6 separate regions of the Mus musculus genome follow, and regions 1, 2, 4, 5 and 6 are each linked to region 3. The links are chromatin contacts, called in public HiCAR-type and promoter capture Hi-C maps. All regions are on one chromosome and are shown on one strand. Each heading gives the region's core, a stretch centred on a gene start, on an enhancer-like site or on the middle of the called end of the contact. The rest is flanking DNA. Distances are from core to core; before and after follow the strand shown.

The links. Promoter capture Hi-C pulls out the DNA fragments that hold promoters and counts their contacts. HiCAR-type assays count read pairs that join an accessible place to other places.
Region 1: a contact with region 3 is called in a HiCAR-type map of astrocytes, with 5 times the contacts expected there. The contact joins the promoter of Aox1 here to the promoter of Mob4 in region 3. A contact is called at or near these places in 1 of 39 promoter capture datasets (hippocampal neurons) and 1 of 115 datasets of contacts at active chromatin or transcription factors (astrocytes).
Region 2: a contact with region 3 is called in a HiCAR-type map of astrocytes, with 4 times the contacts expected there. The contact joins the promoter of Kctd18 here to the promoter of Mob4 in region 3.
Region 4: a promoter capture Hi-C map of hippocampal neurons shows a contact between it and region 3, with 14 times the contacts expected there. The contact joins the promoter of BC055402 here to the promoter of Mob4 in region 3. A contact is called at or near these places in 2 of 39 promoter capture datasets (cranial neural crest and hippocampal neurons) and 1 of 115 datasets of contacts at active chromatin or transcription factors (astrocytes).
Region 5: a contact with region 3 is called in a promoter capture Hi-C map of pre-B cells, with 4 times the contacts expected there. The contact joins the promoter of 1700066M21Rik here to the promoter of Mob4 in region 3. A contact is called at or near these places in 3 of 39 promoter capture datasets (embryonic stem cells, hippocampal neurons and pre-B cells).
Region 6: a contact with region 3 is called in a promoter capture Hi-C map of pre-B cells, with 3 times the contacts expected there. The contact joins the promoter of Nab1 here to the promoter of Mob4 in region 3. A contact is called at or near these places in 3 of 39 promoter capture datasets (cranial neural crest, liver and pre-B cells).

The regions. Positions count from the first base shown.
Region 1 is chr1:58,028,453-58,032,288 of GRCm38.p6, forward strand. It overlaps Aox1 (aldehyde oxidase 1), which reads left to right and starts at 1,517. Exons shown (of 35, transcript NM_009676.2): 1 at 1,517-1,606. The coding sequence starts at 1,565.
Region 2 is chr1:57,967,852-57,971,768 of GRCm38.p6, forward strand. It overlaps Kctd18 (potassium channel tetramerisation domain containing 18), which reads right to left and starts at 2,233. Exons shown (of 7, transcript NM_001159864.1): 1 at 2,170-2,233.
Region 3 is chr1:55,129,845-55,133,613 of GRCm38.p6, forward strand. Mob4 (MOB family member 4, phocein) reads left to right here and starts at 1,401. Exons shown (of 8, transcript NM_025283.3): 1 at 1,401-1,515. The coding sequence starts at 1,456.
Region 4 is chr1:57,213,650-57,217,397 of GRCm38.p6, forward strand. It overlaps BC055402 (cDNA sequence BC055402), which reads right to left and starts at 1,347. Exons shown (of 7, transcript NR_037990.1): 1 at 1,171-1,347; 2 at 64-247.
Region 5 is chr1:57,376,107-57,379,976 of GRCm38.p6, forward strand. 1700066M21Rik (RIKEN cDNA 1700066M21 gene) reads left to right here and starts at 1,514. Exons shown (of 2, transcript NM_028546.1): 1 at 1,514-1,840. The coding sequence starts at 1,565. 4930558J18Rik (RIKEN cDNA 4930558J18 gene) reads right to left here and starts at 1,438. Exons shown (of 4, transcript NR_037999.1): 1 at 1,299-1,438.
Region 6 is chr1:52,498,740-52,502,708 of GRCm38.p6, forward strand. It overlaps Nab1 (Ngfi-A binding protein 1), which reads right to left and starts at 1,709. Exons shown (of 8, transcript NM_008667.3): 1 at 1,471-1,709.

The sequences.
Region 1 (3,836 bases), core at 267-2,766, 2.9 Mb after region 3:
TTTTATGTGTATGAATGTTTTGCCTGTGTGTCTGTATGCCTGTGTATGTGTGTGCATATGTGTATATGTACATGCGAATGCATGTGTGTGAGTATATGTGTGTATATATATGGGCATGTGTGTGTATGTGTGTGTGTGTAGGTGTGTGTGGGTGGGGGGGGGAGTAGATGTGTACATGTGCATATGCCAGGGGCCCTGGATCATTAGAAGAAGGAAATGAGATTCCCTGGAACTGGAGTTTCAGAAGACTGTGAATGTTAGGAATTGAATCTGTTAGAAACAAATGCTCTGAGCCACTGAGCCATCTCTAGTTAGTAAGATTTTAGAATGGAGATTATTGGCATCAGGAGAGTAAAAGAATTCTAGCTTTTAATCTGTTCATCTAATCTTTTAATCTCTTCACTATTGCTAAAGCAGAATGCCCCAAACTGGATACTTTATAAAGAAAACAGGTTTGTTCTAGTCCTGGGTCCTGGAAGCTCTTAACCTCTGAGCCATTTCCCCAGATCCTGTCAAACATAAAGTATTTTTCAAAAAAGAAAATGTTTGACAGATATGGAGGCTCACACACACCTTTGATTCCAGCACTCAGGAAGAGGCAGAAGCTGATAGAAGCTGTCAGTTCAAAGCCAGTAAATTCCAAACTAGCCATAGCTTTATAGTGATGCTTACACACACACACACACACACACACACACACACACACACACACACACACACACATACACACACGTTTTCTGTCTACTGGTAAAACACTGTCTGAAATGTGCTTAAGATCCTTGGGAAGCAAGGAGGTGTTAGCCACTTACTGTTAACCACTCCTGGAATTGCTGAGATGTGGTTTCTTCTCCTCTACCTACAAACGGGAAGTTTTCACAATAAAAATGTTGTGTAGTGGTGCATACCTTTAATCTCAGCACTCAAGGGGCAGAGGCAGGTGGAGATCTGTGATTTCGAGGCCAGCCTGGTCTACAAAGAAGAGTTCCAAGACAGCCAGGCTGTTACCCAGAGAAACCCTGTGTGAATGGGTATTGAGGGGTGGGGATGTTGTATTGCATGAATAAAATAACCTAGGGAGATATACTAAGGCCTGGAAAATAATTTGGTCTCATTTGAGACTTGCCAGGTTTTATAAAGTGGATTCTAAAATATAAAGAAAGCCAAAAAGTGAGGTTAAGGGCGCAGGACTCTTGGGAAGTGACTCAGCAGTACAGCCAGGCTGCCTTCCCCCTAAACAAACGAGAGGATTCTGGAAACCACTTCAATAAGCAAGCATTGGCACAGATACTAGAGCAATGACTCAGGACTTCCTGAGGCTGGCCGCCCAGCTACCCCTCTCTCCCATCGATGCCAAAACCCAAAGATTTCAGCTTGTCTCCCACGCTGGCACACTCTGTAGTGTCAGGAGAGTTTTCCCTTTAGGACCTCTGCAGCATTGGCTCTTCCAAAACTTTCTGGGAGGGTGGAGACTTAGAAGCACAGACAAGCCCCGCCCTGTAGCCTCGGGCAATTTATTCTCTGCAAGGACTGGCGCTGCTAGGGACCTGCTAGGGACCTCGGAGTCATGGACCCCATTCAGCTGCTCTTCTACGTGAATGGCCAGAAGGTGAGAGCCCGCGGGTAGGCAGACTCCTGCACCACCCCGGACCCCAGTTCTGGGCCCTATCCCAGCCTGCGCCCTGCTTTCGCTGAAACCTTAGCATGGGGTCTCATTGGGTCCTCAGCATAGGAATCTGCATTATAAAACTCAAAGGAGATCAGATTATTTTTCAGACCTTTCGCATCACGACCAGCGCATGGAAGACTAAGAATTTCAGAATGTCTGAATCCCAGGGCCTCTCCCTTCCGGACGGGGAGCATCCAGACCTTCCCTCCCTTAAAGCCTCCGGCTGATAAGATCTTCCAGCACAATTAAATAAGTAGCCTCAAGTCTCTGCTTGTCTGGGTGAGCAATACCCAGCTTTAACAGGGCCACAGAGGTGCACTGGTTCTAGCTACTCTGTGATTTTTCAACTTGGTGAAGCCAAAGCAAGTTCCTGGCACAGCACAGCTTGCCAGAATCAGGGGCTCCTGCCGAGTGTGGCATTTTGTTTTATTTGTGTGTGTGCCTTGGCTCTGAAGACTTTTATGGCGGCTCCAGGCAAATCCTGTTGCTTGGGGACAGCAAAGCCTCTGGGCATCGTTTAAAGCAGCCGTCTGGGCAGTGGCCCAGCTCATCTGGAGTGTTCTCTGTGTAAACTGATAGCACTTTGAGTGGGGGGTGGAGAGCTGCTGTCCACAATGTCAGTTCCGCCCTTTGGATCCCGCTGTGTTCCCTGTGTCTGGCTAGGGACAGCCAGAGCCCTTGTTCTAGCTGGCACTGGCTGACCAACTGGAAGCCAAGGAAGGTTTAGCGCCAACCAGACCTTTCCTGTGTGAGGACTCTTCGGAGGCTATGAAGTTGAGTCACACTGCTGTAGTTTTGTAATGTGTTTTCTTCCTTGAAGAACAGGGTCTCCCAAATCATAGAAGCCCCCATTTAAAAAAAAAAAAAACCTTTATGAGTCCCTGCTTCATGGCCCTGAAGCGGGATAGATGGATCCTTAAATAGATGAAACCCATTAGCTGTCCCCCCATCTCCCCACAGGACTACCATGAAGGTGAACTAGAATAATGGGTGAAATGGCTGCCCTGTTCCTTCCGTTTCCTTTTGCATAACAGAAAAAGCTGGAGTGTATTCTGTCCTTACTAAACGAACGGAATCCATTGCCGCTCACTGGAGCCTCACTGCCTCTTGGAGGCAGACTCCAAGGCTACTAACAGGCCAACACTACTTATTGCGAAAAGAGCAATCATGAATATCCATTGTGTGTTTTCATGAACATCCTAACAGATACTAAGCTATGTTTAAGCTTATGGGATATAGCAAACCACAGAAAGGATGCGACCCCTGCTGGTGAGGGGTTGACACTGCTACACTGCTGGGGAAACAGCCAACAGGCATATAAATAAATGGAGAGAGTGTGGTGTCAAGCAGCGGCAGGTGCTGGCATGAAAACGGAGTGATGAGCAGAAACTGATGGGGTGGATGGAGGGGATGCGTTGACCTTTCAGATCAGGGGGCATTGGAGCAGTGTCTGGGATGAAGTAGGACCCAGTCAAGCGCGTGCACACAGACACATACACACAAACCACATATAGACATATATGTATACAAATGCACACACACAAACACTCACATATGTATATGTGTATACAAATACACACACACACACATATATGTGAAAGGAATTTCAGGTAGAGATATCCAGGTGCAAAGGTCCTGGAGCAGAAGAATGTTTGTTTACATATGATGGGAATAGATTGCTAGGGCTGGAGGTGTGGTCAGGAGCCAGGGTACAGCTTTATAAATGATGCTAAGAGTCTAAAGCAAGACAGCAGCCATGTTGAGTCTGAGGTCTCCTCCCTCCTCCCCCTCATCCTCCCTCTCCTGCTTCCAAACAGCAGGGTTCTTAACAAGCACACAACTTTGTGCTGCACTGATTTTGAAGACTAAATAAGTCCTTTTTTACCCGAAGCTCACCTTACCTCTTTCAGTCCCACTGTTAGCAATGCTGGACCTCCAGGTTCCTCGAACTGAGTCCTGGGACCAAATGTTCTGTGAACACCCTAGAAATACTTTGATTTTATGTTTTCCATTTACATGTTTCTTCGTTTATTCATTCATTCACTTTATATTTATTTGTTTGTTTATTCATTCATTCATTCACTTTATATCCTGACCATAGCACCCCCATCCTAGTCCCTCACCCGGGGGTACCAACCCACCCTGGCACCTGAAGTCACTCACTGCTGGG
Region 2 (3,917 bases), core at 983-3,482, 2.8 Mb after region 3:
GTGCCTGGGGTTTTATAAATAGACAGTAATATAAATCACAGCTGATAAAGTGACTGTTTAAAGAATTATACAAGATAATGCACAGGCAGGCACAGGTAAAGCAAAGGCAAGACAAGCTTATGATTTTTTGGCACTCACGTGTTTTTAACAAGTCTGAAGGAACCATCTAGACTGCAGAAATCAGTGTGTAACACAGACAAAAGGTTTTACCACTTATAATCTTTGGCTTCTTGGATACATCGTTTATAATCACTTTCTTGTTTCCTTATCCATAAGATGGAGGCAGCAATGATCCAAAGAGCTCCAGAGGAGTAATTAAGGTAACACACACAAATCATGTGGCACAATAAATGACAGGCCATGTATGATCCTACAAAATTTCCCTTAAGGTATACACTGAGGAACTTGAAATAAAACTTTGGAGATTAAAGAAACAAAGAGCAGAAATTAAGGATAACTGGAATCATTACATTGTAGTTAACTATATAATTAAGTAATATATCATTAACTGAGATCAGAATTCTATTTATGCCAAGGGCTAGAGAGATGGCTAAGTGGTTAAGAAAACATGGCTATTTTTACAAAAGACCCAGGTTTAATTCTCAGTACCATATGCCTTACAATGATAGTCTGTGACTCCGGTGATCTGATAACCTCTTCCAGTCTCTAGGGGCACTGCCCATCTACAGCACACAGAAACAAGGCAGGCAAAACACCCATGTACACAAAAACAAATAAAATGTCCAAAACTGAATTCTATTTCTACAGACTGCTCTAGATCCTTAGGTCACACCCTGTCTGTCATCCAGCTCCTTCGCTTTAAAACGGACAAGGTTGTGGGGAAGAGCTCTCTATGGAATCTGAAACGGGCTAAAAGACAAAGTTTAAGATCCTCACCCCTGGAAATCTGCAGCTTCTACACTTTCATAGTAAGTGAAAAACTTACTGCTAAACTCAACTGAATCCATGCCAATTCAGTGTTACTAAATGATCAACTAAAATCCTTCCCCACAGACACCAACTTCACCATATGCCATTATGAATCTGAGAAAAGGACAATAGACAAAATTCATTAGGAACCCAACAAGGTCCAGGCCTCCAAAAACACTTACTGGCGTGACCTCCTGCTGCCTTAAAGTCCTGGAAGTAGCACTCTAACCAATCATGAAGCAGAGCAACCAACTGGTTCACACTGTTCACAGACACCTGCTCTCTAGAATTTTCTCATGTTCGTACATAAAGATTCATCTCTTGCAAGATCTTTCTGCGCGGAATTGGTACCCCTGCACAACAAACTCTCATACAGATCTTACACCATGTGTTTAAATCTCTATTTTTTTTTAATTTTTATTTTGTCCATAAGCCCAATAAAAGCAAAGGCACTGCCATTCTTAGTAATCTCCATTTACTGAATGCTTATTGTGTATCTGACACTGTGAAGAAACATTACCTAATTCATAGAAAAACTTTATCATACAAATTTTACTGTCCCTACTAACACAGAACACTAGGGGCAAAAAATTCACTGATGTGTGTGGTGTCTACACAGACTTGCCTGATAATAAGCAGTGGAGCCTGTCACAACCCAGGGCAGCCAGGTGAACCAGAAGGGCCAGCTTCAGGTTCTCACGGATGCTCCCACAGACCATCCCTTTAACACAACTTCCACCTGGTTTAGGCCCTTCACTGACTATCAGCTGCCATTTGGGGACCGCAGCCCAAGGCCAGGCCCCGTGATGACACTCCTCGATGCACCCACTGAGGACTCTGTTGTGAGAAGGCAGGGTTCCCGCACGATGCACCAAACCGTCGAGGATGTCTGCTGAAAAGGCAGACTCCCGGCCACATCAGGGTCTGATTCACAAAGTCTGAGAGGTGGGGACGGGCGCCGACTACACTTTTGAGAAACACAGCTCATGGGGCTCACGCCCCTTCGCCACGGCTGGACAAAACCGGGAAAGATGGGGAATCACCAGGCCCCGCCAAAGTCTTCCTGGGCCAGCGGACCCCAATTCGGTCTACAACGAAGCCTGGTACCCAAAGCGCCCGTTTCATCAGAGAGGCCGGCCGGGGCCTCCCTCAGGATGCCCCGCAAGGCTTCGGGGCCCGCCACCCACCCGGAGCCCGGTTCCTCCACACCGGCGGGCGGAGCGGCGACTGCTTACTGACCTGCGGCCGCCAGTCCCTGGGCGCAGCCGCCCAACGCAGCCGGGCCCGGACGCGGAAGTAAGCCGTCGCCTACTCGGATGCTCCACGATTGGTAGAGCGGAGCAACCCGCGGCGCCCCCGTGCGGTCCCAACGTGCAGTGCGCCAAAAGGGAGGCCTCGCCCCGGACCCGCCCCGCCCACGGGACGGCGGTGGCCACGCCCCAAGAACGTTCCTGAATTTTCCCGGAGTCTAGGCCCCTCTGGTGGAACAGGATGTTTTCCAGCCCCAGGGGAAGCTACTCCATTAACATATTAGAACTTGGATCTACCCATTTGCATAGTTTGTGGCGTGCAAAGCTTTTCCACAAGGCACACTTTATACCTGTAAAAGATGGTGGTTGGTTTCTAAAAATATTTATTAAATCTTTGGAAATTTCATACATCAGAATTAAGATGGTAGTTTTATTCTTGTTACAGGAAGGAAAACCGAGGAGGGAGGACAACCCTCCATTCAACATTCTTGCACACCCAGCACTGTATTAAGTCGCTTGTAGAACTATTTAATTTCTTCTTAATAAAACCCCCATAACACTTAAATCTTCCAACTGTATAGGGCTATGTATTTCAAGATGAGTGAAACAGTCCTGTTTTCCGGGCACTTCGCTCCTTACTAGATTCTAAAGTCCTCTTTTACAGGTCTTAGGAAAGAAGCCAGCCAGAAGTATGGCAGCCTGCCCTTCAGCTAAAAAGTCTTGGGAGACAGGGAAGGTTTGTTCAAGCTGCCGTGATTTCTCACAGGATAGAGACCAGGCTCTGAGAATGGAGCGCTGGCCAAGACAGTGTCAATAGTTTACATTTTAGTATTTTTAATCACTGTAACCAAAAGACCTGACACACACAACTTAAAGGAGTGAGGGTTTATTTTGGCCCTGAGTTTCAAAGGTATCAGTTCCTAACAGCAGGGAGCATAGAGTCCCAACCCATGGGATGACGCTAGCCAATTCAAAGTAGTATTTCCCTAACAGTAGTCCTCTCTCCAAATGCCCACGTAGACACATGTAGGCATTTGCCTCACCTATCTTATCTGGGAAAAAAAAAATTCTGCATTTTAAGCATAGCTGATCGATCAGCTTTCCTAGTGTGGTGTGAAAGTAGACATAGACAATGAAAGAAACTGAATTGAGCAGTGCTGTATTTCAGCTTTATATGGGCAGTGAAAGTAAATTTTCTTATTGCATGAGTCAGGAAATATTCTTCAAAATGAGATTTCTTTTTTTTTTGTAACATTAAAATATGTAGTATGTATTCTTAGATCATGGACTGTAGAAAGCCCATGGCTGCCTCCTCTTCCTCCTCTTTGGGGCGGGGGTGGGGGTCAAAACAGACACCAATCAAAATAGTTACAGAGGATAATGGCTACCTCAGAGTAGAGGCAGGGCAACGTTGAGTTGAAATGAATGAAGCTTGAATGGAGAGTCCCTCACTGGTTGGTAGGACTTCACTCCAAGAGCTAAAAACGTGAATGTGTTCACTTTCTGAAGAGACTCAATAATAATATTTTAGGGGAAAAAAGAACTTGGAAATTGGTAGAAAGAAAAGAAGCTAGTATACCTGAGGCTGGGGTAGGCACTGGGATATAGGGAAAGGAGAGAGACACAAGCTGAACAGTTAGGTTTTTAAAATCTTTTTTATGAATGAGGGCTTTGCTATGTCAGCTGGGCTAGCCTGGCGCTCACTGTCCTCCTGCTGAGTGGTGGAATTACATCTGA
Region 3 (3,769 bases), core at 151-2,650:
GCGCCACTCTGCCCCGCCGCAGCTCTTATGTTGGAACACTTGGTGTTCAGCTTGAGATTCGATTTGGAGGTTGTGTAATTCTAACCATGGCCCAGCTCTGAGAAGTGGCTCACTTTGGGCGGGTCTTGATGCAGATACCAGCTTCTGCCTCCAGCTTAAGACCTCTGTTTCTGAACCCCATGCTCTTGAAGTTATAAAGAGCACTTACCCAGTGTCCACAACTTCCTCACCAGGTGTCCCATGGTACTATAAACCAAAACAAACTTTTCTTGTTTGGAAAAAAAAAAGATTCTGGTAAAAATGCTGTGTTTTTTTTCTTATTTTGGGAAAGATTGAGAGAAGATTTAAGTCTTGCTCTGTAGCCCTGCCTGGCCTGGAACTCTCTATGTAGCCCATGCTGGCTTTGAATTCTAAACAATTCTTTTAACTGTTTTGCTTATTTACTTGCTTATTTATTTAATGTGTGTAAGCTTTTTACCTGCATGCGCCCAAGGGATTCAGAAAAAGGTGTGGGATCACCTGGGTTGGATTACACATGAACCCCTAAGCCTGGCCGGGCATGCCGTGTACTCCGTTGGTCCCAGCACTCAAAACAAATCTCTTAAATTCAAGGAACATCAGGGAGACGCTGTCTCCAAAAAAAGAAAACACAAAACCAAAACAACAACAAAAGAAAACACACAAAAAACATCACACTTAAAAACACGAGAAACTTGGAATTTTGTTAAGATACAGAATTCATAAAAGCCATCAAGGGCTATTCATTTCCTCCTGCTTCCGACTTGCAAAAATGTGAGTTTATTTTAACTCTAACACACAATAACAGATGTGCGCTTTCTATCTCATGATGGGCATTTTTTTTTTTAATTTAGCATTGAGTCTTTTATCTACGGAAACCAACTTGTCATTGAAAGAGTCCTTGGCTTTTCAGTAAGAGGACCCTAGAAGCAAGATTTATCAGTACCTCCTGTCTTCCCTTTAACCGACCCAGCCAATCTGATTCTAGATTGGGTTAATCCATGAAGATTCTATAAAAATTTACCAGATTATCTGGGGTGGAGAATTATGTTCTCATTTCGCTTTTCTGAGATGGTCACTATTGTGCAAACTGCCCTTCCAGTCTATAGACAGCTGAAGGACAAACACCCACAAGTGACGCAGGCTTGGGTCACCTGCACCACAGACCTTGGAAGCGGCTCTCTACCCCAGCTTCCGGTCGCATCTTCCTTTTCGGCCTCGGCGGAGCTCCGCCGGCTGTTCATTCTGTGCTCCTCCCTCCGCCGGAGCCGCGGGCTCGGCACTCTTCCCATGGTGCTCCGCGCGGGCGGCGGCTGTTCCGCAGGCTGCCGCCCCTCCCCGCCGCCGCAGCGCTGAGCCCCGCCGTGCCCCGCCCCCCGCGCAAGCTGCCGGCCCCCACATCCGGGTACCGACGCCAGCCGCCCAGACTCTGGCACTATGGTCATGGCGGAGGGGACGGCAGTGCTGAGGCGGAACAGGCCAGGCACCAAGGCGCAGGTATCGTCCCTACGGCTTTCCTGTCACAGAGTTGGCGGGGCCGAGCCGGGGCTCTCCTGCTGGCGGGACTCCGTCTAGGAGAGGCCAGGGCGAGCGGGTGGGGGCCGTGGCCGCGGTGGCTGGCCTGCGCTTCCGGAGCCGCGGCCCCGGAGGCAGCCGAGCCGGCGCCGGCCGCCCTGGAGGCCTGCTAGACGCAGGACCCCGCTGTGTTCGCCGAGGCCCGGGGCTGACGCTTGTCACCAGCGGCTGCTGCTGCGCTGCCTGCTGTGAGTGGCAGCTGACGGCGCCCGGGTGTGGGGTGGGCCAGCTGGGGACCAGGGGGCTGTCCCCGCGTCGGGACCGCCGGCGTCGAGGGCTGTAAACACTGCCCACCTCACCGGGAGCAAGCTTGGCCGGTGACGTACCTGCCGGTCGGCTCCATCCAGTTGGTCTAGCCGGATGCAGGTGGCACTAGTTTGCGTTATCCTCCTGTTGTTTGTCTTTGCCACCACTCCCTTCGGCTTCCCTGCAGCTGTTCTCTGGTCCAGCAAGTTTTCGGCACCAGGTTGTGACTTGTTACATGTCATTCCTTGCGTATATTCATGCTAATGCGCGTGGACAATAGTCGGAATGAACTGATTATATACATCAAAATAATAGTAGGGCACTATGGGGAGTAAATTGGTGCTTCTTAGGACTTGCAAACCAGGGATGCTTCACAGTAAAAAAGAACAGAAAAGAACGGAAAAGACCCCCCCCCCAAAAAAAAAAACCACCCACGTTGACATTCAAACTTGATAGGATTAATCAGCCTTTGGAAATGGGTTGAGTCGTTGAGTAGAAGTTCTAAAATCAAAAGAGATATGTTTAAAATGTAATTTTAGCAGGCTGTGTTCTTGTTGCTGCCCAGCCTGCTGCCTCTTACCGTGTACTGAGTAAACTTTTTCTGTTAAAATGTAATTTTTAGGGTCAAGTGGAAATCAAAATACTTAATGCTACTGAGTTTTAGAGAGTTACTGTTTTTCTTTTCTTTCTTTTGTCTTTCTTCTTTCTCTCTTCTCTCTCTTCTCTCTCTCTCTCTCTCTCTCTCTCTCAAGGGTTTCCCTGTGTAGCCTTGACTTTCCTGGAAGTAGCTCTGTAGACTAGGTTGGCCTCGAACTCCGAGATCCACCTGCCTCCCCCATACACACACATCCAATTTAGAGACTTGCTATTTATTATGGATTTTGAAGGTTCTCAAAGTCAGGCTACCCTCGAATTATACTATATAGTTGAAGGTGACCTTGGACTCTGTTTGCCGAAACTCTGGGGGCTAGACTTACAATACATACCACCATTCAGGGCTTATACAGTGTTGGGGAATGACACCTATCAATTGAGCTACATCTCTAGCCCTAGAGAATTGCTTTTGAGTCAAAAACCATTGAGTCATGAGCTGTCAGTTTGCCTTGATTGGGTTGGAAATTTGTATACTATGTATACTTTCTACTATTTAACAACTCTTCTTTCTAAGGGTTCTTGTTTTCAGATAACTATTATTGTGCATAGGCAACATTTTTTCTAATTTTTAAGTGATGGCTTCCTTTAAAAACAATTCTTGGGATTACATCCAGGACTTTTCCTGTGGTAAATTAAGAGTGCACAATTTATTTTAAGCATGTACTCATGGCTCAGCTATATCCTTAGATGAAAAATTTTTAACTTTGAAAAATTGTTCAGACTAAACACTGCAATATGTCCCTTTGCTGTGTTGTTATGAGTAAGTCATGTGCAGACTTTTTCATTTTCCCACTTTATGACAAGGTTAAATAAAATGTAATAGAAGAGAATTAAAAGAAAAAACTGCTTTTTAACCAACCTTTTCTGTTTATCACATAACTTTTTTTCACTAAAATAGGCCTGTTCCAAAACGCTGTATATTGTGTTACTATGTTACACATGAGTAGTATGTGGCATAGCTCCTGCTGTGGGGTGGGGAGGGATTGTCTCATGTATCCCAGGCTGGCTAGTCTGGAACGGAGAGGGAAGGGCCTGAGAGTGACTTCTCATCCTACCTCCATTTCCTGAGTGCCAGAGTCAGGCATGTGCTGTAGAACATTTAAAAGTGAGACCAGAACATAGACACTAGTTGGGTGGCTTTTAGCATCTATTGACTGAATTAAATGAGCACATGTATTTGTCTCTTTGTTTATAAATGTGGCCTGGACCTCACAGAGCCACCTGCTTCTGCCTCCCTGGGACTGTGATTATAGGCATGTGTCATCACCACCGGGTG
Region 4 (3,748 bases), core at 97-2,596, 2.1 Mb after region 3:
AAACCCTCAGGGAGAATCTACTGTGTGTGACAAAGAAATATGTCTTTCCTCTGTGTTCCAGACCTTGGAAACCATCCAAGACCCCCTTTCCCCGGAGGCCAGCTCTCCTCCGTTATGATTTGCATTTCACCGCCATTCACTGAAGCCGGCGAGAAGTTGTCTCGGCAGAATGGTGCGAGCTAAAAGTGGGAATCGAGAAGCCTCCATTTTCCAGCGTGCTCTGAACAACATCTCTGCTGCCAGAAACCTAAAGCCAAATTCAATTTGAAATTTATACAGAAAAGAACATCCACACATTCAAATTCTCCTCCCCTTTCCCAAGACCTCCTCCTGACCTGGGAATGTCTATTTCATGTTTAATTTAATTCTAGATTGCTAATTAATATCTCTACCCCCTCCTGCCCCCACCCTTGCAATTTAATTTCACATTGTCTTCATTTTCTTAAACTCCTCTTCTCCATGAATTTTTAACTTGGAAAACAGAACAAAGCAGCTCTTGAAATGTAAGCAAGAATTTGAAAAAGAAAGAAGAAATTGGGTCAGAAAAAAAAAAACGGTCTTTTTTTTTTTAATTGATTCAGTTTAAACCATCTGAAAGTACTTCAAATATACTTCCCACAAGGAAAGAAAACCTTGTCACCCCTCCTGTATTTGGTCATCCTTATAAAGGCTATTGGAAGCTTGCGTGTAAGAAGGAATATTGAAGTTACTCAAGCAGCTGAGTTAGCACTGCACCCCAGTTCAAACTGATGTTAGCCAGAACTCACTCCCAAATTGAGCATGGGTTTTCCTGAGCTGTTACTGAAGGCTTCCCACAGGGAGACACTGGCACTGCAGAGGGAGCATCAGCTGCTTCCTGCTTCCTCCCCTGCACACCCACCTCTGGGAAATCAGCTGCAGCCTTCTCTCCTCACATCCGTGTCCAAGGAGCCCCAAGGAACAGTTGCTGTCTAAATACTGCCTGGGGAGTGGCACTTTAGCCCAGTGCAACCTTTATGCATCAAGTTCTCTAAACCTTCTCATATTTGCTGAAAGCCTTCATGTGTCCCAACACCAAGGAAAGTGGCTTGAAAGGCCAAAGGCCATGCAGCGTTAAGAGAATTTACCAGACTCCCCCCAGGAGTATGTTGTACCTCGTCTATGGTGGCCATCCTTCAATCCCCAGCTGACCTGGTATTTGGGTGAGCATGAAGGTCGAAAAAAAGGTCTCCTCTCTCTGCTGCTTCCAGAGCCCTCTGGTTTACAGGATAAGATCCAGACGTCTTTGCACAATGGAAAACTTATAAGAGCTGGGACCTGGCAGCCTTTCTCAGCCCTTCATTATCCCTCAGAAGTCACCCAGGTCCTTGTCCACTCAGAGTCTCCCTGGCTATATCAGTCCCTGCTTGTCCCTCCCTTTGAAAGGCTTCCTGGTTAACACTGGCTTCTTCATGAAGACTCAACTCAACTTTTCCTCCTAATTAAAGAGATTCTTTTGTCACGTGAGCCACACTTGGCTCTTCTCATGGTGACCTGATTTTCCTCAGCCAAGGCCTTCCTGCTTCCTGAGAGAAGACCTTACCGTTGTTTTCTCCCTGTAGCAGATGCATACTGGTGACAGATGTGTGTAAAGTACAACAGAGATAAGGGAATTGTGATAGCCAAGTCTAGAGGACCATTTTGCAGAGAGTTTATGACATCTTAGCAATCAACTTAGCCAGTTATCTGCCATCAATACCAGACTGTGGCATATCTGAACCATTATTCTTCCCCTCGGGTTATTTTTACTGAATGCAGAGCTCAGCCCAGCCGTGCCAGATGATTGTAGAACTTTGTAGAAACCAAGGGGCTGCCTTGCCTTCTCCCCAGCATCTGCCTACACCCCATCTCACTCTCATTCCTCATTTAAGAGTTCACAAATTATTCCAGCCAATTTAATAAAAAAAAAAATGTTCTGTGAGGTAAAAGGGTCATGGTGATTAATTTTGCTCTCTTAATGAGGAGAAAATTTCATTTTTTATTGTTAATAACACAATGCCACACTCCAGGTAAATTCTAAAGAAGAGGAGCTCGTGGTTTTTGTTCACAGTTAAGGGGTCACATATACTTAGCAGTGGCCTTCTGCCTGACAGAGTCCAGAAACAACACAGCATCAAAATGGTAAGAGATCTTGCCTAGATGGCTTTCATGGCACACCTACTCCAGAGATAACCCTTAACCCAGTAACCCATTAATCCATCCATGATGACAGAGCCCTAATCAAGACCTGTCTAATCCCACTTCTTAATTTCTCATAATGGAGATTAAGTTTCAACATTACATTTAGAGAGGACAGACCACATTCAAACCATAGCACCATGCAAATGAAACTGGCTGTTTGGTTTAGTCAGGTCATGTCTGAAATAAACTATGCTATTAAAACCAGGTTATACTCCAACCCTTACGGCTAAAATGCTGAGGTTTGCCCCTGTTCACTGTCACTAGACAGTGAAGTGCTTTCTATGAGCTGATTCATTTGATTTTTACCAATTCTGGGTGGCACCTGCTTTTTTGGCCCAAACTTTAGTGTTGAGAAAGCTGGCCACAGACTCCAGCAGACATTGCACACAGCCCACAGGTTTTGTATTTTTTAGGGAAAATGACCATTTCATTGGCCCCAGAGAAGCAGCAACAGAGCCACAAGTAAACGACCCACAATATCTACCTCGTTTCCAATTCAAGCACTCCCTAGATTCTCCAGTTCTTCCCAGATTGGTAACTTCCCCTGGCTAGTCTGTACACCAAAAGTCAGGTGGGAAAAGTCGAATTCCCAGAGTAATTGAAAAGGCCCTGATTGTTGCTCCTTCACTCCCACAAAACTGGCTCTAACCAAACTTTGACTGTCATTACATGGAGAGTGAGAAGTAGGGGTGTTGCAGAATACTTGATCACACAGTGAATCCAAAGATAGTGTTTCTAGCTATGGTGTGGCCCAGCCTTTAGCGCATACCTTTGATCCTGCTAGTTAGAATACAGGCATGCTTCTAGCACACACCTTTAATTCCAAACAACAAACTTGGAAAGTTAGTTTATAGAGGAAGCTCCCATGTTTAAAAGTGATACCTAATTGAGTGGCAGACAAAGTGACAAATCAGAGAAAGATTTGGCAGAATAGGCTATGTCCGATTCTCACGAGAAGAGAGAGAGGAAAGGGGAGCTACTTGAGGGGCAGTGCAGGGAGAGAGAGGAAGAAATTTTACAGGCAGAGTTTTACAGAGACAGGTTAAAGAGAGAACAAGCTATACACCAGTGAAGACAGAAGAGGACAGAGAATGAGCCAGAATATTAGAACAGATTGCTAGATTTAGCATGAGGCCAAGTGGAGCAATTCAGTAGGAACGGAAAGAAGCCAGTTTGAGTCAGTTAGCACAGAGAGAAGTTTCAAGTCAACAGCTGAGTTAACCAGTCAGCCAGAGATGAGAAAGAAAAAGAGAGGGTGAACTTATTCAGCAGTAAGTCTCAGAGCTGAAACCATTCTAGGCCTAAATTACATTGTACCAAGGCTAGAGGCTTCCAGGGCTAGGTCTAGGATGGCAGACAGAGGCAGTACGCCTCCAAGATGACAACTCGAGCAGGAGAATAAAAGTCACAGGTACCTAGGGATGCTGTGCAACATGGAGGACACCAGAATCCAGAGAGAGCTAACGAAATGTCAATCACATCAGCACTGCAGAGGCCAAAGGAGAAGGGGAGGGACCCTGCCAAACTTGATGTGGGTAGATCTCTACAG
Region 5 (3,870 bases), core at 264-2,763, 2.2 Mb after region 3:
TCTGTGGGGGCCATTTTCAATCAAAACACCTCAGTTACATTTATTATGTCAGATAGAATCTAACAGTTTTTGTCAAAGTAATTGGTAAAGCATACCTCTATAAAGACACTAAGAAAATGTACAGAGCAATTATACTTTGTTAACAAATACAAGAAATTTAAAATTAGAATAAGGCTTGGGATATGACCTAGTTGGTAAGGTGCCTGCCTCTTTCCCCAAAGCATGGGGGCTGAATTGGATCCCCAGCATCCACAAAACAGAGAACCCAGTAGCTGGGAAGTTAGAAACAGGCAAACCATTGGGGGCTTCTTGGCTAGCCCAGTCTAGCCTAATCCATGAGCTTCAGGTTCAGCAAGATGCTGTCAAACAATAAACTAATCAATAAAAAATTTTAAAAGATGGAGTGTGAGGAATGTACTGTGATACAAAAAAACTGCTCTCACCTTAAAGATGAGCCACATATCAGTTAGCTCAAGTTTTACAGTATCAAAATAGAAAATATTATATAATTTAAGACTTTGAAAATAAGATAACAGACAGAAAATTTCTGCTATAGGCCTCTAATATAAGTCTTAGCTTCTGGGCTGGTGGAAGCTAAGCTAATACATTTCAAAGGTTTCATCTGATACTCACTAGTATGCTGGCTGTTTAGGTACACAGGTTAGCTAGGAAAGGCTATTAATTAAAAGAGCGAAAGACAGCTCAAGATAATTTTTAATCAGGGTTTGAACTTACAACATAATTTCTCCCCAGTCATTTAAGTTCTAATCAGCTAATCACTCCTGCAGAAACTTCAAGTTTCAACTTCTTTCCAGGAATCTCCTTTACACCCAAAGTCACTTCAAGCCCACAGCAGCAAACAGATGCATGTGCGTGTCCGATGTGCACACACAATGTTAAAACAAGATTCACTTTTCCCACCTTTAGCATAAATTTGGCCCAGTCCTATTTCTACACAACTTTAAGTAAGAAGTTGCTATTTCCACGACTTTCCTATACTTTTCAACGTGGTTTCAAAACCCTAAATCGGAAATTCGATAAGCTGTAAACACCCCTACAGTAAATGTGTGAACAAGTAGGCCTTTTCTCTATCTTCCCTAAGGTAAGTGTCCAGCTCTCTCTCTCTACCAACTAGGAATGTGCTAGACTTGGTGTGGAGCCAGAAATTCCCTAACTAGGTAACTTCGGGACATAGGGGATTCTTTTCATTCTGAGCAAGTACAAGACTTTCAGAACCATTCTTCTTTACCTTGGACTAAATTAACAAAGACACATCTTCACCGTGAGGATGAACCTACCAAAGCTTTTATACAGAACCCGAGGAAACTCTGACCCTGAGCAGCTGCTGCTGTGCATGGGCCCAACCTGCGGGCTCTTCCACGTCCGTTCGAACTTCCCGGCCGGGGCTGAGTCCGCCAACCACAAACGTCCTTCCTCCAGCCGCGCCCTCCGCTCCCCCTCCCTCCGGACGCACGCGGCGTGCTGACGTCACGGCGACCGAAGCCGTTGGGCAGCCGAGGCCCCGCCCTCGCTGCCGGGTGAGCGGCCCTGGCGGCTCGAGCCCATGCTGGGGTCGCGGCGTCTGCGGTCCCCCGCGCTGGTGCTGCTGCTGCTGCGGCCGCTGCTCGCTTCCGGAGACTCCGCGTCCCGCCTGCAGACCCGAGCCATGAACCCGGGCGGCGGTGAGCGGGGCTCCCCGGAGGACAGCCACCGTCTGCAGCGCTCCACGGTGCCGGGCTCCGACCCGCAGCGCAGCAACGAACTGCTCCTGCTGACATCCCGGGAAGGAGATTCCCCGGAGCAGCGGCACCACGTCCTCTACTTCCCTGGGGACGTGCAGGTAACGCGGGGCCAGGCCTCCCCGACACGCCCACACGGGTTCTCATACGATGGGGGTGCGGGGCGCGCCCCCGTTCCTGCCAGAGCCCCATCCGGGGAAGGGGCCTTGGAGGGCCACGGTCTCCAGAGAGCGGCTGTCAGTCCAGGTGCCACTGGGTGGAAGGAGAGGCGCGACAGGGAGTGGGACAGCCACGCACAGCTCCAGCCTGCTCTCAGAGGACTGTGTGTGTGCTGGGCACTGGACTGTTTAGAAAACGCTGACTGACCAAATAAAATACATCCGTTGCTAAAGTGACCTTTCCAGTAACCCTAAAACACAGCAGTGGAAGGGATGCAATCGTCAAGAATGCTAATGATACTGAGAGGCCCATTTGAATTCAACTCATCTGTGTGCTTCCTGTTACTGGTTTTTATAGCTGCAGACATACGTCTTTGCTGAAGCTGTCCTGGAAGCTGGGTTTTAATGTAAAACTGCATCGTGCAGTGGATACATTAGCCGCGTGAGAGTATCTGAACAAGTTAAAATGAAAAGGCAGCGTTCTCTGTCTCACTAGTTGTATTGCCAAGTGTTGAGTCACCACAGGTGACTTGCTTGTACCCCGTTGGACAGCGCAGATACAGTTGGCATTTACATTGAAAATCAATTATCCCAGAGCGTTGTTAGCACTAGGGTAGATATTCAAGTTAGAATATAGCTAGATGGTTTCCTCATACTAGAAAACTGTTATTGTTTTGAAATTGGTGCTTTAAAATGATACACCAAAAAATCTATTTTCTCTTGCTGTTTTCTCTCAAATCAGTTGACTTGACTAGTTGACTGCTAATGGAAACTAGCAAAAACCCAAATTTAGGTTCAAGAAAATCTCATTTTGGTGCCTTTATTCCCAGATTGAAAACAAGTGTGTTGCTTCTGCTTCCTGCGACTTGTGACCAACTACTTCATGCCTTCCAGTGGTGGTGGTGGTGGTGGTGGTGGTGATGGTGGCTGAGTACTTTCTGCTGTAAAAGTGTTCCAGACAGAACATCCACCTGGCTTAAGTAGGGCCTAAAGTGTTCTAGATATAGTTTGAGGATCATCTTTCATTTCCCATCATCAGCCTTTGGGACAATGACAGAATGGTAATGTTCAGAGTGTGGGGTTTTATAGAGCATGAGGTCTTCTGGAAAAGAAATGGAAGGCCGTGCATCCCAAAGCTTCAATGCCAAGTCACCCAGGTTTCCCATTCCACTCTGTACTTCTTAGCTATGAAGTCTATGCAGATGTTAAATCTCTCCATTGAAGTGCCTCAGATATAAAAGTCAGAGGGCCTCAATCAAGCTGAAATTTGGGAATAACTCTAGTTAGGTTCCAGCCCCTTCTCACCTTCAAGTAGCCTCATGCTCCACTCTTGGGATTTTTTTACTCTACTCTTTCAGTGATCTCTTTCCATCTCGTGACTTTACATACTGCCTCCATGCTCACGAGCCTGGCATTTATTTAGTCTAGACATTAGCGGGTGTTTATGAACTCACCAATTGCATGCCTTTACTTCCTTTGGATATTTAGTAGCCTTCTAAAACTGAAAATCTATTGAAGCAGCCTTCCTTATCCAGGTTAATGAAAATACCTATTTAACGATTCGACTTAGAAATCCAAAGTCATCTGTAGATCTCTCATATCTCCGGTCTAATCCAGCAGCATGCAGTGTCTCCACCTCTCTGTATGTACAGTGATGGAACTGTGGTTGACAGCCAAGGTCTCATTATTCCACCCTCTTCCAGACCATCCCATGGCTTCCTGACCCTCAGCAGTAAGAGCCGGAGTTCTCTCAAGTGCTAGGAGTCCAGGTGCCATCACAGCTTGCTTTCCTGCAGGGTAACTGTCGAGGTGTGTTTATGTCTCTGGGTCTCCTTACACTGTCTTAGGCAGTTCCCTTTAGCTGGATCCTTCCTTGCAGCTTAGTTGGGCTGTGTAATTTATGCTCTGTAAAGATGTTCCTTCCCATGGTGCATTCTGGAGAGAAGTGTGGCTCTTACCCAGTGTAGCTCTCC
Region 6 (3,969 bases), core at 459-2,958, 2.6 Mb before region 3:
CTCACTAAAATTTTCTGTATCATCTAGATGAATCTTAAGAATTTGTCATCTGAAATATATTCACAACTAAAGGACAGAATGAAGTAAAATTTCCAGTGCCCCATGCTGTCACTAATACAGTCCCACACAACAGGAGACTGGGCCTCAGGAGAGAAAAAGCATGCTCAGTAGTGGAATGGCAGGCTAAGCATAAGATGGTCAAGTCAAAAAAAAAAAAAAAAAAAAAAAAAAAAAAGAAAAAGAAAAGAAAGAAAGAAAGAAAGAAACAAATTATCTCCCTAGCACTTCTTGAAATTATTTTCTTTCAAGATGTAATGTTCCAGTATCTAAACTGGAAACAGAGATGAAGAAGGCTGACTGCACTGCCTATCTACAAATTCTCAACAGCATACTTATTTATCTGCTTGAGCTTACTGAAAGAACAGAATTAAATGTCTCAAAAGATGCAAGCTGGAGGAAGAAACCTTCAATCCAAGTCACTTGTGCTGGCACAGAAGCTGGGTGTGAAGCAGCTCTTTGAATCTCAGGAAGATAGCCTCCACCCTGGTCGGCTATCCGATACAATGGACCCTATACATCCTCTCTCCAGTATCTCTTCTTAAAACCGGCAGATGAATTATAAATGTCATAACATATATTGTACAAAGAAAGATTTTTCAAAAAGTGAATATTTAAAAAGGGTAATTCGCTGCGTGTACAAAACAGCGAACCATTTCGGATGTGACTAATCTTATTTTAAATTCGGTTCCTCTGCTCCTATGCAATCTAATATTAACTATTAAAACTGCCAAAATATTTTTATACGAGATCTTAGAATCTCCTTAGAGATTCTGATCTTTGCACTCCGTAAAGTTGGCAGGCACGTCACTGGCAAACCAATCGGTAGTGACAACTTACTCCAAACCAGCTCTTTCGGATCAAATTGTAAATTAGCAGGCAATCCAAAATTTCCCAAGCCTCCCTGAGCCAGGGCACGGTTCCCGCTGGTCGCCCGCTGCAAAACTTGGTCAGCTCAACCTACAGACGCAAATTCCAGCTCTACCCAGGAGATTCCTTGCAGATCTCCCGGGTTGACCGTACTTCGGTGTCTGTCCCCGTAAGGTCACACACCTGCGTCCAAAGCTTCTCTGTCCTACACGTGTCTGCACATTCCCCACTCAGCCTCAAAGGCTCGGCGACTCCCGCTTCCCTGCACCTGGGTGCCAAGTTTCTGAAAGCCACTTCCAAGCAAAACTCTCCTTCCGCTCTGAAAACACAACTACAGTAGGAAGGGGCGGATAACAGGAAGAAAGCGGAGACTCAGCGGCACTTTTCGGAAGTCCCTGGTCGCCCCGGAGCTGGCACCCCACGCGGGCCCGCGAGCGCGTCCTCCCCGCACAGCCCGCGCCCCCCGCCCGGCAGGACGCGACGGCCCCGCCGAGCCACGCGTCCGCGCCCCCCGCTCCATCTCGAGGCCCTCCCGGTACCTACGCGGCCCGCAGCTGCGGCGCGCTCCGCGACGACGGCTCTGCCGGGCTCCTGCGGCGGCTGCGGCGGCCGGGACGCCCCCGCGCCCATCGAGGGGGGCAGGGACGCGGTGGGCGCGCGCTCCGTCCCCCGCCCGCCCCGACGGCGCTCGCTCGGTCGCGCGGGCGGAGGCTCGGGCGGAGGCGGGCGGCGGCGGCCCCGGGCGCCCTCCCTAGGCCTCTCCCGCCGCCCCTCCCTCGGCCTCTCCCTCTCCCTCCCCCGCCACCTCCGCCGCCCCCGCCCCGCCCCGCGCGCTGTCACATCGGGAGATTCCGCTCTTGCTCCATTCGCCGCTCCGGCTCCCGCCCACGCGCGGCCGAGTGACGCAGATCCCGGCGTGGGCGGCCGCGGGGCGGGGGTGGGGGCCGGCGGGGCTGAGGCTCGGCGCGGTCCCGGGGGTGGCCCATTCCCACGGCAGCTGGGAGCGCGCGGGTGGGGGCGCGCGCGCGGGTCGGAGGAGGAGGAGGCTTCCGTGGATCCGCGGACAGCGCTGCCTGCCAAGCCCCGCACCGGGCCCGCCCAGGAGGGAGGGGGTGGGGGGGGTACAGAACCGCAGGTGCGGTGCGGACCTGTCCCTCCTCGCCCACTCCACCCTGTCCCCACCCTCGCCCAGGCCTGGTTTGAGGAGGGAGGAAAGGGAAACTCTGGCCTGGTGGCTTAATGACACCCTTTTCATGTCTGGAAACCTTGTGTTACTTTACAGGCCATTCTCTGTTGTCTTCCTGTAGGCAAATGACACACTCCTGGTGCTGTCTTGAGCGTGTCAAAATAGAGTTCTTAAGGCAAGGTGTAGACATTTTGAGCTTGGTTTGCATAAACTTTTCTAGCCAAAGAAAGTGTTACAGCACCTCAAAAGCTAAAGCTATTGCCAAAATTTTAAGGGGAAAAAAATTAAATCTATTTTTGCCTTCCTTGGGGAGGGGGTTTCAAAGAAAAGAATTCAAGTTTTAATGGTGTGCTCTTACTGCAATACAGGTAGAATCCTGTTTTAATGTACATATAAAAATCCAGTTTTATATAGGAGGCCGTTCCCACTTCCTGGCTGGCCTCCCAGAGTGTGCCTACTTGGTTGAAGGGGATACAAGGCATTCTTTGAGAAGAGAAATTCTTTAAACCACATCTTTATGTTGCAACAATGGGTGGGATGATAATATTGAAAGAAAAAGACCTTATTAAATAAACCATTTTTTCTTTTTGTAAAAACATGTTCTACAAATGAGTGATGTCAATGGAATAGATATGTACTTAAATGCATAAATATATAAACATATAGTTACATGGTTAAGTATACATTTAAGCTGAAATATCTTCCCTGTTAGTGACAAGCCTGTCTAGAATAGTTGGTATTTTAAATAATTATTCTTAGTTCCTCAAATTCTTCAGAAGAAATAACAGCTACAAGTGTCTCCCTGCCACTCCAATTGTCAGTGTTTATGCTCCTGCTCAGCGAAGAGGAATTTAATTTGGGTGGTTGTAGTACAGTCAGGGCTACTGAGACAATTTCTTGGCCGGTGTGGAAAGGTAGAGGTTAATGGGTAGTCGAGCAATGAAATCCGCAAAATTCTTCTAATTCTTCACTGGGAACTCTGATGGTTTGCAAACATTGTTGCTTCTGAAAAGCCTAGGGGGAGGGGTGCGTGTAGCTTTATGCCACGCAGTTAGTGATTAGTCAACTTGGTGAGCTCACCTGCACTGCACAGCGTTCTCCAGAATTGAGTCCAAATTGCATGCTGTGCTCCGGTAGGGCGTGCTTCTGCCCTGCTGAAGGCTATACCGACAAGGAAATGTGTCTGGGGCTGATCCTTTTTACAGTTAACCACTCAAGTCCTTCCTTGTTTATGTTCTGGGCACATTAGATAGTGTGTTCTTCCCACATTAAGAATGGCATTCTGGGCCCACTATGCTTTGCTTAAATGCCCTATGGTTTCTGGGAGAGGTGGTGGGAGGAAAGAAAATGAAAGAAAAAAATTTTAAGCTTTTAGGCATCAGGTTCTTTATGGGCACACTGTAGTCAACAGGACTGTTCGACAGGCCTGAGATGTTCACCTGTATGTGAGACAAGTTGGAGGAGAAAGCATTGATTCTGTGCATGCCGTCCTTCCCATTCCTAAACTCCACCTCCCTGCTCTCAGAGTGGAGGTCTTCTAGCTCCTTGGTGCCTTAGTGGGAGGAGAAGGGATACATTCTGTAAGGTAACAATTATGGAGTGGGGTTGTTCTCTGAAGGCCCTCTGGGAGAGATTAGACCGTTTTAGAATTTCTTGGAGGCAGTCCCAGGCAGTTCTAAGAGAACGTGGCAACACAAATGGTTCTTCTTGAGACCATTTGGATATCTTTTGTTAAAAAGAACCCTGCAGTAGCTTTGTTTCTTCTGGTTTGATTTTACCATAAATACCTGTATGCTTAAATTACTCATTTTCTCCAGTACGTCTTGTTAAGTGTTAATTAAATACCAAAGTTAAGT